Linked DNA regions of Mus musculus: region 1 is linked to region 2. The links are chromatin contacts, called in public Hi-C maps. All regions are on one chromosome and are shown on one strand. Each heading gives the region's core, a stretch centred on a gene start, on an enhancer-like site or on the middle of the called end of the contact. The rest is flanking DNA. Distances are from core to core; before and after follow the strand shown. Region 1 holds the start of Grap (GRB2-related adaptor protein). Region 2 holds the start of H2aw (H2A.W histone).

Region 1 (5,798 bases), core at 635-3,134, 2.7 Mb before region 2:
GGCAGCTCTTTCAGTCTCCAGATTTCCACACCTCTTTTGAGGACAATTCTTCACTCTCTTGCTCCAATTTCTTCACCTACAGGCAGCCCTCCCAACCCTTAGCCTCCAGCCTCACTCCCCATGCCCTTGCATGAAGCTTGGCTAAGCCTGGTGCTTGTCAAATGAGTGAAGGGGGAAGCTGCACCCCAAGGCCTGCCAACTACCCATAGCCTCTTGTGCTTTCCTTCCGCTCCCTCACTGAAAGCCGACTGTGCACACTGCTCCCGCCTTGTGCCTTCAGGTCCCCCAAATTCTCATGACTTATGATGCATACCCCCTCCTCTTTCTCAGTAGACTCTTAGCAAAGTGATGCCCGGCTTGTTGGAAGGCTGTGAAGGAGGAGGCTATCACTCTGCACAGTAGGTGCCCCAGGGACTGTACTGGTCCCTCTGAGCCCAGGCCAGAATCTTCTACACAGCATTCCTACTTTTTAATAGGCCAGCTACCCTCCAGCCTCAAGTGTGTGTGAAAGATATGGCCCATGCTGGTTTCCAGAGTAGCTGAGGCCTCTGAACTGAACTTGGATCTGGACAGTCTCCCACCCCAGGTCTTTCTGAGGCCAAACTGGTTGAGTGTGCATAGGACCCAGAGCCAACAACTTAGGTAGATACACCAGCACCTTAGCTTGAAGAAGGGGGTGCACAAAGGTATGTGGTTGCTTTAGGACCCCAGCTTAGAGCTTTAGACACCCAGGGGACCGAACAAAGAAAGGCTCAAGAATTAAAGCAATGGAGATTGGCTCACACTACACTACACTACACTACACTACACTACACTACACTACACTACACTACACTACACTACACTACACTACACACGTACAGACACCTTGCTGAGCCTCGCTCACTGCAGCCAAGCCATGGTCTTCCACAGCCAGGAGATCCACACTGAGCCTGGGACCCATGTACAGGATAGCTCTAAAGAGTCTGTCTCCGTGCTTGAATCTTCGAGCCAGGGCTCAGGGTGGTAGCCATCTAGCCCTGTGTCTGTTGCTCCAGGGGGTCACAATAGGGGCAGTGGAGGGCACAGGATGGGCCACTAGCATTCCAGTGTCCATGGTTCAGCATGGCCACTCTCCTGTGCCCCCTCAGCTCTCCTGTCATATGCAAACTTCTAAGTAAGGGCATCCCCGGTAGAGATTTCACACACTCGTGTGTCTAATGACTTGGAAGACAACCACTGTGAGTGAAAGTGGCTCAGGTGAGAACAAATGAAGTATAGCGTTCTATTTCTCCTTTCCCATCAATACAGCTTAATCTCAGCTATTTTAGCCCAATTAAGTTAGAATGTCTGCTTATTTTAGACTCTCTCTCTGTCTCTCTGTCTCTCTCTGTCTCTCTCTCTCTCTCTCTCTCTCTCTCACACACACACACACACACATACACACACTCTTACACACACACACGATTTCTACCTCTGTGTCTCTCTGTTTCTCTCTGTGTTACTGATCTCAAAATTTGTCTATTAAACTTTTCTTTAAAAACAAACAAACAAAACCCTAGAAAACAGTGGGATTTAGGCAACTCCCACCAGACTCTGTGGCCTCAGACTCTCAAATGACCCCAAAGGAAGGATCAGTAATAAATACTATTCCACTTTCCTAAATGAGGAAACTGAAGAGGGTAGAGGCAGCTAACCTGAGCCTGTCCCTCACAGCCCAGACTCCCAGGACTCTCTGAGGTGCTGGTTCTAACCCTACCAACCCTGTTGGCCCACTCAGCCCAGCTCCAGCCTTCTGTACCTTAAGCGTGTCCCCCTTGTTGAAGGCCAGCTCGTCACTCTCGGTAGCCTGGAAGCTGTACAGGGCCACGGACTCCATCCCACTGTCCCTGGGCTTCAGCCGAGGACCCAGCAGCTACAGCTTCCTGCTTCCTGCAGGAGAGGACCACTTCCTTTGTTTTGAGTATTTGTTCTTTTGAAGCTGCAGCCGGAAACTGCCCTTGATGGGGGAGAAACAGGAAGCAAAGACATGTCACCCTTGTCATAGCTCAGAGAGGGTGTGCTCATAAACCCACTTTGGCTGTGGGGGAGTCCCCATTAGGACGATGCAGAGCTGTCTCGTGCTTGGCCTCTGTCTCTCAGCCTTCACATTTCTTATCTGTTTTAAATGGAGTTTCTATTGCTGTGAAAAACACCAAAACCAAAAGTGACTTGGGAGGAAAAGGTTTATTTGGCTTAGATTATAGTCTATCAGGAAAGCCAAGGCAAGAACCTGGAGGCAGGAACTGAAGCAGAGACCACGGAGGGACACTGCTTACTGGCTTGCTTCCCATGGCTTGCTCAGCCAACTTTCTTATACACCCAGAGCATCTGCCCAGGGGTGGAACTTCCCACAGAGAACCAGACTCATCCACACCAGTCATTAGTCAGGAAAACGTCCCCACAGACTTGTCCACAAGCCAATTCTCAACTCAAGCTGCCTCTGGCTTGTGTCAAGTTGAAAACAACAACAACAACAAAAAACCAAACAAACAAAAAAACAAACAAACAAAACAACTAAGCAGGACAACTGCTGATACCTGTAGCGAGATTCCTAAGCACCCACCACCTCAAACCCAAATTCCAGCCTACGTTCAAGACACTTCCAACCGTCTCCTCTCACCTGCTCCACACAGCTCCCTCATGTACCCTTTTGGGTATTCCACTACAAGCAAACTCCAGGCTGGAGAGCCATTGTGGTGGGCACACCACCTTTTCCTACTTGCCCAGGAAGCTCCTATTCACCTATGAAAACCTCACTAATAAGGCCCCTGTTGTGCTTTAAACATCGAGTACCACCTGAGCTTTCTGTAGCTTGTGGTCTGAAGGCATTACAGCTCTGCGATTGTTAAGGGAAGGCTGTGACACTGATGCAGACAGCAGTCTGGTGAGTACTAGGGGGTAAAGCACAACACGGAGAAACACAGCTATACATTTGCAACCACATGGAACCACAGAGAGCCAGTATTCTCCAAACACACAGGGACAGCTAAAGAACCCAGGCTGTGGGATGGGTACCAGATGGATCCAGATGAAGCCAGATTTTTATTTTATTTTATTTCATTTATTTACTTATTTTTAGTTTTATTTCTAAATTATTTTTTATTATTTATTTAGTTAGTTAGTTAGTTTTTCGAGACAGGGTTTTCTCTGTGTAGCTCTGGCTGTCCTGGAACTCACTTTGTAGACCAGGCTGGCCTCGAACTCAAAAATCCTCCTGCCTCTGCCTCCCAAGTGCTGGGATTAAAGGTGTGCGCCACCACTGCCTGGCAGATTTTTTTTTTTTTTTCAAGACGGTGGTTTTCTAGAGGATGGGGCTCAGTGGGTAAGAGCACAGGCTACTCTTCCAGAGGCTTTGATTCCCAGCCCCTACATAGTGGCTCGCAGACATCTGTAAACTCCAGCTCTAGAAGCTCTGTCACTCTCTTTTGGCTCCTGTGAGCACCAAAAACACATGTATGTGCACATGCCGTCAAAACATTCATAAATGGCTAGGCGGTGGTGGCGCACGCCTTTAATCCCAGCACTTGGGAGGCAGAGACAGGCGGATTTCTGAGTTTGAGGCCAGCCTGGTCTACAGAGTGAGTTCCAGGACAGCCAGAGCTATACAGAGAAACCCTGTCTTGAAAAAAACAAAAACAAAAAAATTTTTAAAAAATGACTTTTAAAAAAACATTCATAAACACAAACAAATCTCAAGAGAGAGAACTATATGTGTATATGTACATGCATATATACACGCACGCGTGTGTGTGTGTATGTGTGTGTGTGTGTGTGTGTGAGAGAGAGAGAGAGAGAGAGAGAGATTTTTAAAGGCATTTCTCTGTGTCCCTGACTGTCTTAGAACTCACTGTATAGACCAGGCTGGTCTCACAGAGATCCATCCACCTGCTTCTGCCTCCTCCAGAGTGTTGGAATTAAAGCTATGTTCCGTTTTACCTAGCCATGCTTTTATATTTTAAAAGAACATTCCTGTCTAAAATGTAATTAATTTTTATAAATCAGAATATGAACAGCTAGGTATATCGGAGTGACATTGCTGAATGAAGTGCATTATAAATAATTCTCCTCCCCTTTATTTCCACCCCTCCCTCTCCTCCAACCCCTCCTTCCTGATTCATGTCATTGTGACCTTTGCACTCATCCACCCCCTCTCTTCCTCAGAACCTCTTTTTACTCTCTCTCGGTTTCCTTTCTAGTGTTTTAGGCTTTGCCTACATTTCCCCTCATTTGGTACATGTATATTTTACAAACTACAATCCACATATGAGAAAAAACATGAAGCCTTTTCTTTCCAAGCTTGGGACACCTCATTTAATGTCATACTTTCTAGCACCTTCTGTTTCCCTGAAATTTTCAGTTTTCTTTGAAGATGAGCAGACTTCCACCAGGTACGTACGTACGTATGTACCACATGGTCATGACCTGGGCATCATTTTGATGGACATCTAGACTGATTTCTGTTTCCCAGCCATTGTGTTAAAGCAGCAATGGGCATGGCTGTATGATATCTCTGTGGTAGGCTACAGTCCTTTGGGACGTGCCCTGGAGTGATGTAGCTGCATCATACGGTGCAGCTTTGAAATAATCTCAGCTTTGAAACCACCATCCTGGTTTCTTTGGTGGCAGCACCAGTTCATACCCCCACCAGCAGTGAATAAGGAGTCCCCTCTCCCCACATGGGTGCCAGCATTTTCGGTCAGGTTTCTTGGTGATGATCACTCTGAACGGGGTGAAGTAAGACAGCAAAGAAGTCTTTGGATCCATTTCTCTGATGGCCATGGGCGTTGAACAATTTTTTAATTTGTTCTTTTCTACACACGGGGCTTCTCTGTGTAGCCCTGGCTGTCCTGGGACTTACTCTGCAGACCAGGCTGGTCTCCAACTCACAGAGATCCACCTTGCCTCTGTCTCCCAAGTGCTGGGATTCGAGGTGTATGCTAATATGCCTGACTAAAATATTTTATTTATTGTTTTATTTTTTAGTTCTTTTTTGAGACAAGATTTCTTTGTGTAGCCCAGGATGTCCTGGGACTCTGACTCTCTCTCTCTCTCTCTCTCTCTCTCTCTCTCTCTCTCTCTCCCTCCATCCATCCATCCCTCCTTCCCTCTCTCTCTCTAGACCAGGTTAGCCTCAAGCTCAGAGATCCACCTGCCTTTATTTAATTTTTAAAAAATATTTACTGGCTACTTATGTGTCTCCTTTTGAGAATGTCTTCAACGCATGAGCCCATTTGTTGATTGTCAGTTTGGAGTTTTATAGTGTTTAATTTTTGCAGTTCTTCGTATGATAGAACGGGCTAACAAACATCCTTTTGGCAAGGGCTGAGAACTACCCCACCCCACCACTGCCCCTGGCAACCAGAATCCAGTTAGGGCAGACCTCCTCGAAAAGGAAGGCAGTTACTCACCATGGGCCCCTGCACCTGGCAGGAGTCACCCTTGCCAGCACTTGTCCATTTGTTTGTTTTCTGAAACAGGGTTTTTCTGTGTAGCCCTGGCTGTCCTGGAACTCACTCTGTAGACCAGGCTGGCCTCAAACTCAGAAATCTGCCTGCCTCTGCCTCCCGAGTGCTGGGATTAAAGGTTTGTGTCATACTGCCCTGTCCCTCATCCAGTTCTTACTTATATGTAGACCTTGAAGTTTTCCTCAGACGTTTCAGTGTTTCCGGTTTTAAATCAAGGTCTCTGATCCAGTTTAAATTGTTCTTGTGTGGGGTGGAATATATGGATCTGATTTGGTTCTGAAGGTAGATATCTAGTTTTGACAGCGCCACTTG
Region 2 (6,190 bases), core at 3,334-5,833:
TTTTTAGTTTGTTTCGTTTTTGACAGCTATCCTAACAGGAGCGAGGTGAATCCTCACTATGGTCTGATTGGTCAGCAACTGTAGCGATTTCAAAGATCGTGTGTGTCTTTACAGTAATTCCTATTTGGGGTCCTTTTGCTTTAAAATTCGAGCTGTTTGCTATTGAATTATAGGGCTTTGCTGTTTTAGATATTAACTCACTGATCAAATGTATGGCTATCTCACTTCTTTATGTGTATTTTTTTTTTTTTTTTGGTCGTAGCAGCTCAAGACTAAAACAGGTATATTTTGTCCGTTTTTTGAGATGAATCATGGGTGTGTGTTGGAACTGTTTAGAGAGGGAGGAAAACTTCATGTGACCCAGATGCCAGTGGGGACAACAGGCTGCCTTTAGCAGGTGGGGATATCCCTCAGGTGCTATCATGCAGTTTGGGGAGAGTTACGGATTTGTGGAAACGGTGGTTTTGGTGCTATCACAAGAAAAGAGGGCCGTTCACGGTCATCAGCCAAACCTGGGATGTGCAGCAAGGAGGCCTGAGACCCCTGCCTACTACACATCCATCCCGCTTTGCCATTCATATTAGGAAATTAGCTGTCTACACAGCCTGAGTCCAACTGGCCTGGCAGTTGTTCTGAACCCCAGAATTTAGCTTGAGGGACAGAATGGAAAGTGCAGCCTCTGTGGTCCTTGAAGCACCCCATTAGCCTACTGGAGACGCTTTCATGACTTTCCAGCTGACCCCCACTGATTTCCCAGTTGACCTCTCCCGGCTCTTCAACTTTCTTGAGTTATCTCTACTGAATGTGCATCGAGCTTCATGACAATGATTTTTGGTCAGCCTAGTACAACTATTTACCCTATAGTTACATTGCATTGTTTACAAGGAGTTATGGTGGCATACTAAAACACTGAGGGCATTTGTATGTTATAAGCAGATGTTATGGCTTTGTATATAAGGATCCTGGGTACCCATAGATTTTGGTGCCTGCCCAGGCTCGGGGGTCGGTCAGAGATGAGAACCAATCTCCTATGATGCCAAAAGACACTGAAATGTCCTCTAGGTTCATCCATGTGACAACAAATGTAATTTTGGGTTCTTTTTTTTTTTTTTAAAGCTTATGTAATATTTATCTGTGTATATACTGCATTTTGGATCTGCTCCTTCACAGACACTGAGGTTAGTCCCATGTTTAGCTATCTTAGCTAGCGACAGTATCCACAATGAGCATGTCAGTACATATGTCTCTTCCACATACTGATCTCATTTCGTCTGGAGAGATGCCCAGGAGTAGGGGAGCTGGACTGCATATTAGGTATATTTTGAATTTTGTTGAGGTGGGAGATTACTGGACATGTGGGTGAGCCCACAAGAAATAGCCCCACAGAGCAGAGACTAAGGTGGGAAGCAGGGCTGGAGGAAAGACCCACACCCAGAAGAGGAACACGGGATGCTGCGGAGACAGGCAGAGAGCTCCCACACACTGCAAACACTGTTCCGAGATATTTCCGAGGTTGGCTCAAGCTGCATCCTTCTGGAACCCTGTCTCTTGCCTTCAGCAGTGCACAGGAACACATGCAGAGTGGCTGAAATGACTCTAATACAGGCATGTGCTCAGAGACACAGTGGGCCAGGGAAAGACCTCCATACCTCCACACAACACCCATGCAGGCTGAACCTGGCAAGGCTATCTGCCAAGGCCTGCTCAGAGCTGCAGCAGAGTGAGGATCAGGTCCCCTCCTGCCTCTCCACATGGTCTCTCATGATGGCAGCTGTGGTACGAGGAGTTTCACCTTTTACCTGAGGTGGGTCAGTTTTACTCTAGAAAGGAAACACTGGACCAAATTTTTGTCCTCTTTCTGTCCTTAGGGCTTCCAGGCTTCCTTCATCCACCCTGCCCCTGACCCCCTTGTGAGTGGTGAGTGTGCACTGCACACCTCTGCATATATGAATGTGAGTGCAGGCACTCATGCTCTCATACATTAAGGTCTGAGGACAATCTCAGGTGTTGGTCTCAAATTCCAACCTTTTGCCAGGGTCTCTTGTTAGTCGCTGTTTATGCCATAGCAGCTGGCCTGCGAGCTTTCAGGGATTTTCCGGTCTTCCCTGGCAGCACTGGAATTAGTTAAAGTGCTAACCTGGCCCTGCATTACATGGGTTCTGGATCTGCTCAGGTCTTCATGCGAGCACACTGAGCGCATTTCTTAAGCCTTCTTCCTGGACCACATCTGGAAGGTCCATGCTTACTCTCTCCCCTCCTTCAGCTCCTGTATCTTTTGCCCGTTCTGGACATGAAGGTTCAGTCATCTTGTCCAGTCCCTTCACTGACTAATGCTCCGTCACAAGAACAGACAGTTTTGTGCTGTTCCTCAGCTGATGAATATTTGGGTTTCCTCTACCTTTTAGGTTTCATGACTGATAACTGTTCCTCCGCCTGTGTAGCTTATGTTATACACGTACTCTTATTTTATTGGGCATATACCTAGGAATGGATCATGGAGTGCTTGAATCCAGTGAACATTCTCTTTTCACATTGGTACTTCCCATCTGGAAATGATAATCCAGATGACCAGATCCTAGATCACAGCTGCTATGATTGGAACTTCCTTTAATTTTGTAGACACACTCAGAATCTGTGCTCTCTAGTTATTCACTAGCCACATATGACAGGGCAACTTATGAGCTGCGTCTTTACATTACATTTTACCTAAATGGAAATTAAATATTCCTTTTGGGTAGTGGTTGTGCATTTGACAGCAGCCTTAGAAGAGATGAGAAACTACCCTAGTACACCTCCCTCCACGATGCCTCTATAACACCATTAAATAAATGCTAACATAACCCAATTCCTAAAAAGTTTAACCTCCACTCAAGCGTTTGAGCAGCTACAATGACCTATGAACACATACAAACTAAAACTAGAACTAGAGATTCTAACTAAAAGAACATAAAGATCTCTGGAGGTCCAACCCTCTGGCTTTGTTTTACTGAGACCACCCATTTGCAGATGTATAATCTATACGCAGTCTATTGATCACTCTGTTAAGACTCACCGTTAAGGAAAATTGCTTATCCTTAGACAAATGGCTTTAAGACGTTGGTATTTTATGAGCAGCTCTGTAGTTACAGACGGTGTCTGAGGAGCCCAGGCTTGAACAGATCCAGTTTCAGTACAGTCTATATAAATTATATAATAAACATTATATAACTGTCTTCGTGGCCTGTATTGTTAAATTTTAAATAGTGTACAGCAGTTAACAGGGAAGAGGCCCAATTCTGTGCCATTTAAAACGATTTAAAGGTAACTCATTTAACCCCCTCCTCTCCCTTTCCCAACCACGCTCCTGATTTACCTGTAACTCAACCATTCGTCATGCTGCTTAAAGAAGTCACAATCATCTATAAAAGCATGTCCTTAGTATGATGCTGCTTTAAACTTTATGACAAAGGACACTGCTGTACTCTCACACCTAGTTTAACCAGAACCTGACAAATCACTTTGCTCCCCAAGGTTAAGCTACTTAAGTGGATCCGATTAACCAGTTCCAAAGGCCTGCAGGACCACCATGCTCATCTGTAATCCTACCACTAAGCAGGCTGAAGCAGCCTAGAGACCGGCTCCCCACCCCCACAAAGGAAACCAGCAAAACTCCAAAGTTGTAAATCGCCTTGTAACAGAACATTTATATAAACAAGTAGATTTGAAATACCAAGTCTCCCCTCAGAAACCTTTGAAAACCCCGTCCTAACTGGAAGACTTGAACATGTCAATTTAACCCAGTTTCAATAGAAACACTAGCATCTAAACCAGAACCTTATACTAATTTCTATTATTAAGTATCCCCTTAATGTCCAAACACGAACGTTAACTGCAACCTTGTGTCTGACACGGAGTGGTGGGGAGAAACTCGAACGCCTCCAACGGCCCGCAGGCCACCCGCAGATGAAGCCGTTGGTCTCCCTTGAGCTCCCCAAGCGCCGCACAGGGATGCAGGAATGCACGGAAGGAGTCAGGAGAACTGGCCTGGCCAGTAACTGGCGACAGGCTCAGTGTACAGCGCTTTCTAATGAGGTTGTGGGTGGCTCTGAAAAGAGCCTTTGGTGTCTGTAAAAGTCGCACTAACGACCGGTAGGGGCCTCACTTGCCCTTGGCCTTGTGGTGGCTCTCGGTCTTCTTGGGCAGTAGCACGGCCTGGATGTTGGGCAGGACGCCGCCCTGCGCGATGGTCACGCGGCCCAGCAGCTTGTTGAGCTCCTCGTCGTTGCGGATGGCCAACTGCAGGTGGCGCGGGATGATTCGCGTCTTCTTATTGTCGCGGGCCGCATTACCAGCCAATTCCAGGATCTCAGCAGTCAGATATTCTAGCACAGCCGCCAGGTACACCGGGGCACCAGCGCCGACCCGCTCCGAATAATTACCCTTACGGAGAAGGCGGTGCACACGGCCCACTGGAAACTGCAGGCCGGCACGGGAAGAACGAGACTTCGCTTTTGCACGAGCTTTGCCGCCCTGCTTGCCACGACCAGACATCTTCCACTGATAACCAAAAGTACGCAAAAACAGAAAAGAAACCTAGCGAAAACGAATTCGTAAGCGCCAGCAAGCTCTTATATATGATCAGGAGGGAGGCTAGACTGCACCTTCCTATTGGATGCCAACAAGAACCAATCAGAAAAGAACGCGGAGCCTTCCTAATTTGCATATGCCTTACCCCGCGATGACGTAATGTAAAATTGTATTCAATCAAAGGGAGTGATGCCTGATCCTTCATTTGAATGCAAGGCATACAAATATTCTTGCTACAGGGGCGTCCGCGTTTCCGTAGTACAACTAGACATTATGCCTGATCCATCCAAATCAGCTCCAGCCCCCAAGAAAGGCTCCAAAAAGGCGGTCACCAAGGCGCAGAAAAAGGATGGCAAGAAACGCAAACGGGGCCGCAAGGAGAGCTACTCCATCTACGTGTACAAGGTGCTGAAGCAGGTGCATCCGGACACCGGCATCTCGTCTAAGGCCATGGGCATCATGAACTCGTTCGTCAATGACATCTTCGAGCGCATCGCCAGCGAGGCCTCCCGCCTGGCGCATTACAACAAGCGCTCGACCATCACGTCCCGCGAGGTGCAGACAGCCGTGCGCCTGCTGCTGCCCGGGGAGCTGGCCAAGCATGCTGTGTCCGAGGGCACCAAGGCAGTCACCAAATACACCAGCTCCAAGTGAGGCGCGGCGAGGGTGCCCTCAATTCAAAGGCTCTTTTCAGAGCCACCCATACAGTCGTTAAAAGGGTCTTGAACACAGTGCGGGCCACTGACGATTGCCACGCGCCCGAGGCGTTCCCTGACACTGGGTGCGGCCAAGTCCGATTTTTGAGCGAGAAATGTGGGGGTATGGCTGCTTTGCCCTTCCTAAGCGTAGAGTGTGAACGACAGCTGCAGGAGCAGGCAAGGGGCGTGAGTCCTCTCCCCAAGCCTGAAGTTTCGGTGGGCGAGGTCACAGTGAGGTGGTATTCTGGATGTGGGCCCCCTTGGTGGCCTCTGAATCTGTGTTCCCTTTAGCACCCTTTCCATCCTTTTCTGGAATAGAGAGGCGTCTTTAGCCCCTGAAAACTATTCTGACATTATATCATGTCAATAAACCCTGCACTAGCAGTATGCTGGAAACGGGGCGGGGGGAGGGGCGGCACACCGCAAAGCCTGTGTGCAGGAGCTAGGATGTAATTAGCCTGAGCTGCCAGCAAGCAGTTTCAGTGGTTAGGGGATGGGAGGTGGGAAAGAGTTCCGTTGTTTTGAGCAAGAGTTGTTCCCCTAAAGCTGCATAATTTTCTGTGAAGCATTAGTAAAAGAATAATCCACACTCAGCATTTATTTGGAGAACGTCATTAAAAATTTTTTTATTAGATATTTTCTTTATTTACATTTCAAATCCTATCTCCCTTTCTGGTTTCCCCTCCGAAAACACCCTATTTCCTCCTCCTTCCCCTGCTCACCAACCCACCCACTCCTGCCTGCTTCCTGGCCCTGGCATTCCCCTACACTGGGGAGAATGTCATTTTTATGGAGAACGTTTGGGCAGGGAATTTTACCTGTGGAAAGATCACCACTTTCCTTGGTTTGGCTTTTATTTATGAAAAGAGGATTCGTGATAATTATTTGAGTTGTTACGAGACATATTGAGAATCCTATAGTCACCA

The links. Hi-C and Micro-C count contacts between places; a contact is called where the count stands out from the background.
Region 1: a contact with region 2 is called in a Hi-C map of B cells, with 5 read pairs. The contact joins the promoter of Grap here to the promoter of H2aw in region 2. A contact is called at or near these places in 1 of 484 Hi-C or Micro-C datasets (B cells) and 1 of 115 datasets of contacts at active chromatin or transcription factors (thymic regulatory T cells).

The regions. Positions count from the first base shown.
Region 1 is chr11:61,649,407-61,655,204 of GRCm38.p6, reverse strand. Grap (GRB2-related adaptor protein) reads right to left here and starts at 1,884. Exons shown (of 5, transcript NM_027817.3): 1 at 1,781-1,884. The coding sequence starts at 1,858.
Region 2 is chr11:58,953,078-58,959,267 of GRCm38.p6, reverse strand. It overlaps H2aw (H2A.W histone), which reads right to left and starts at 4,583. Exons shown (of 1, transcript NM_178218.4): 1 at 4,076-4,583. The coding sequence starts at 4,530. The coding sequence ends at 4,138. It also overlaps the pseudogene H2bu1-ps and a transcript of Trim17 not described here.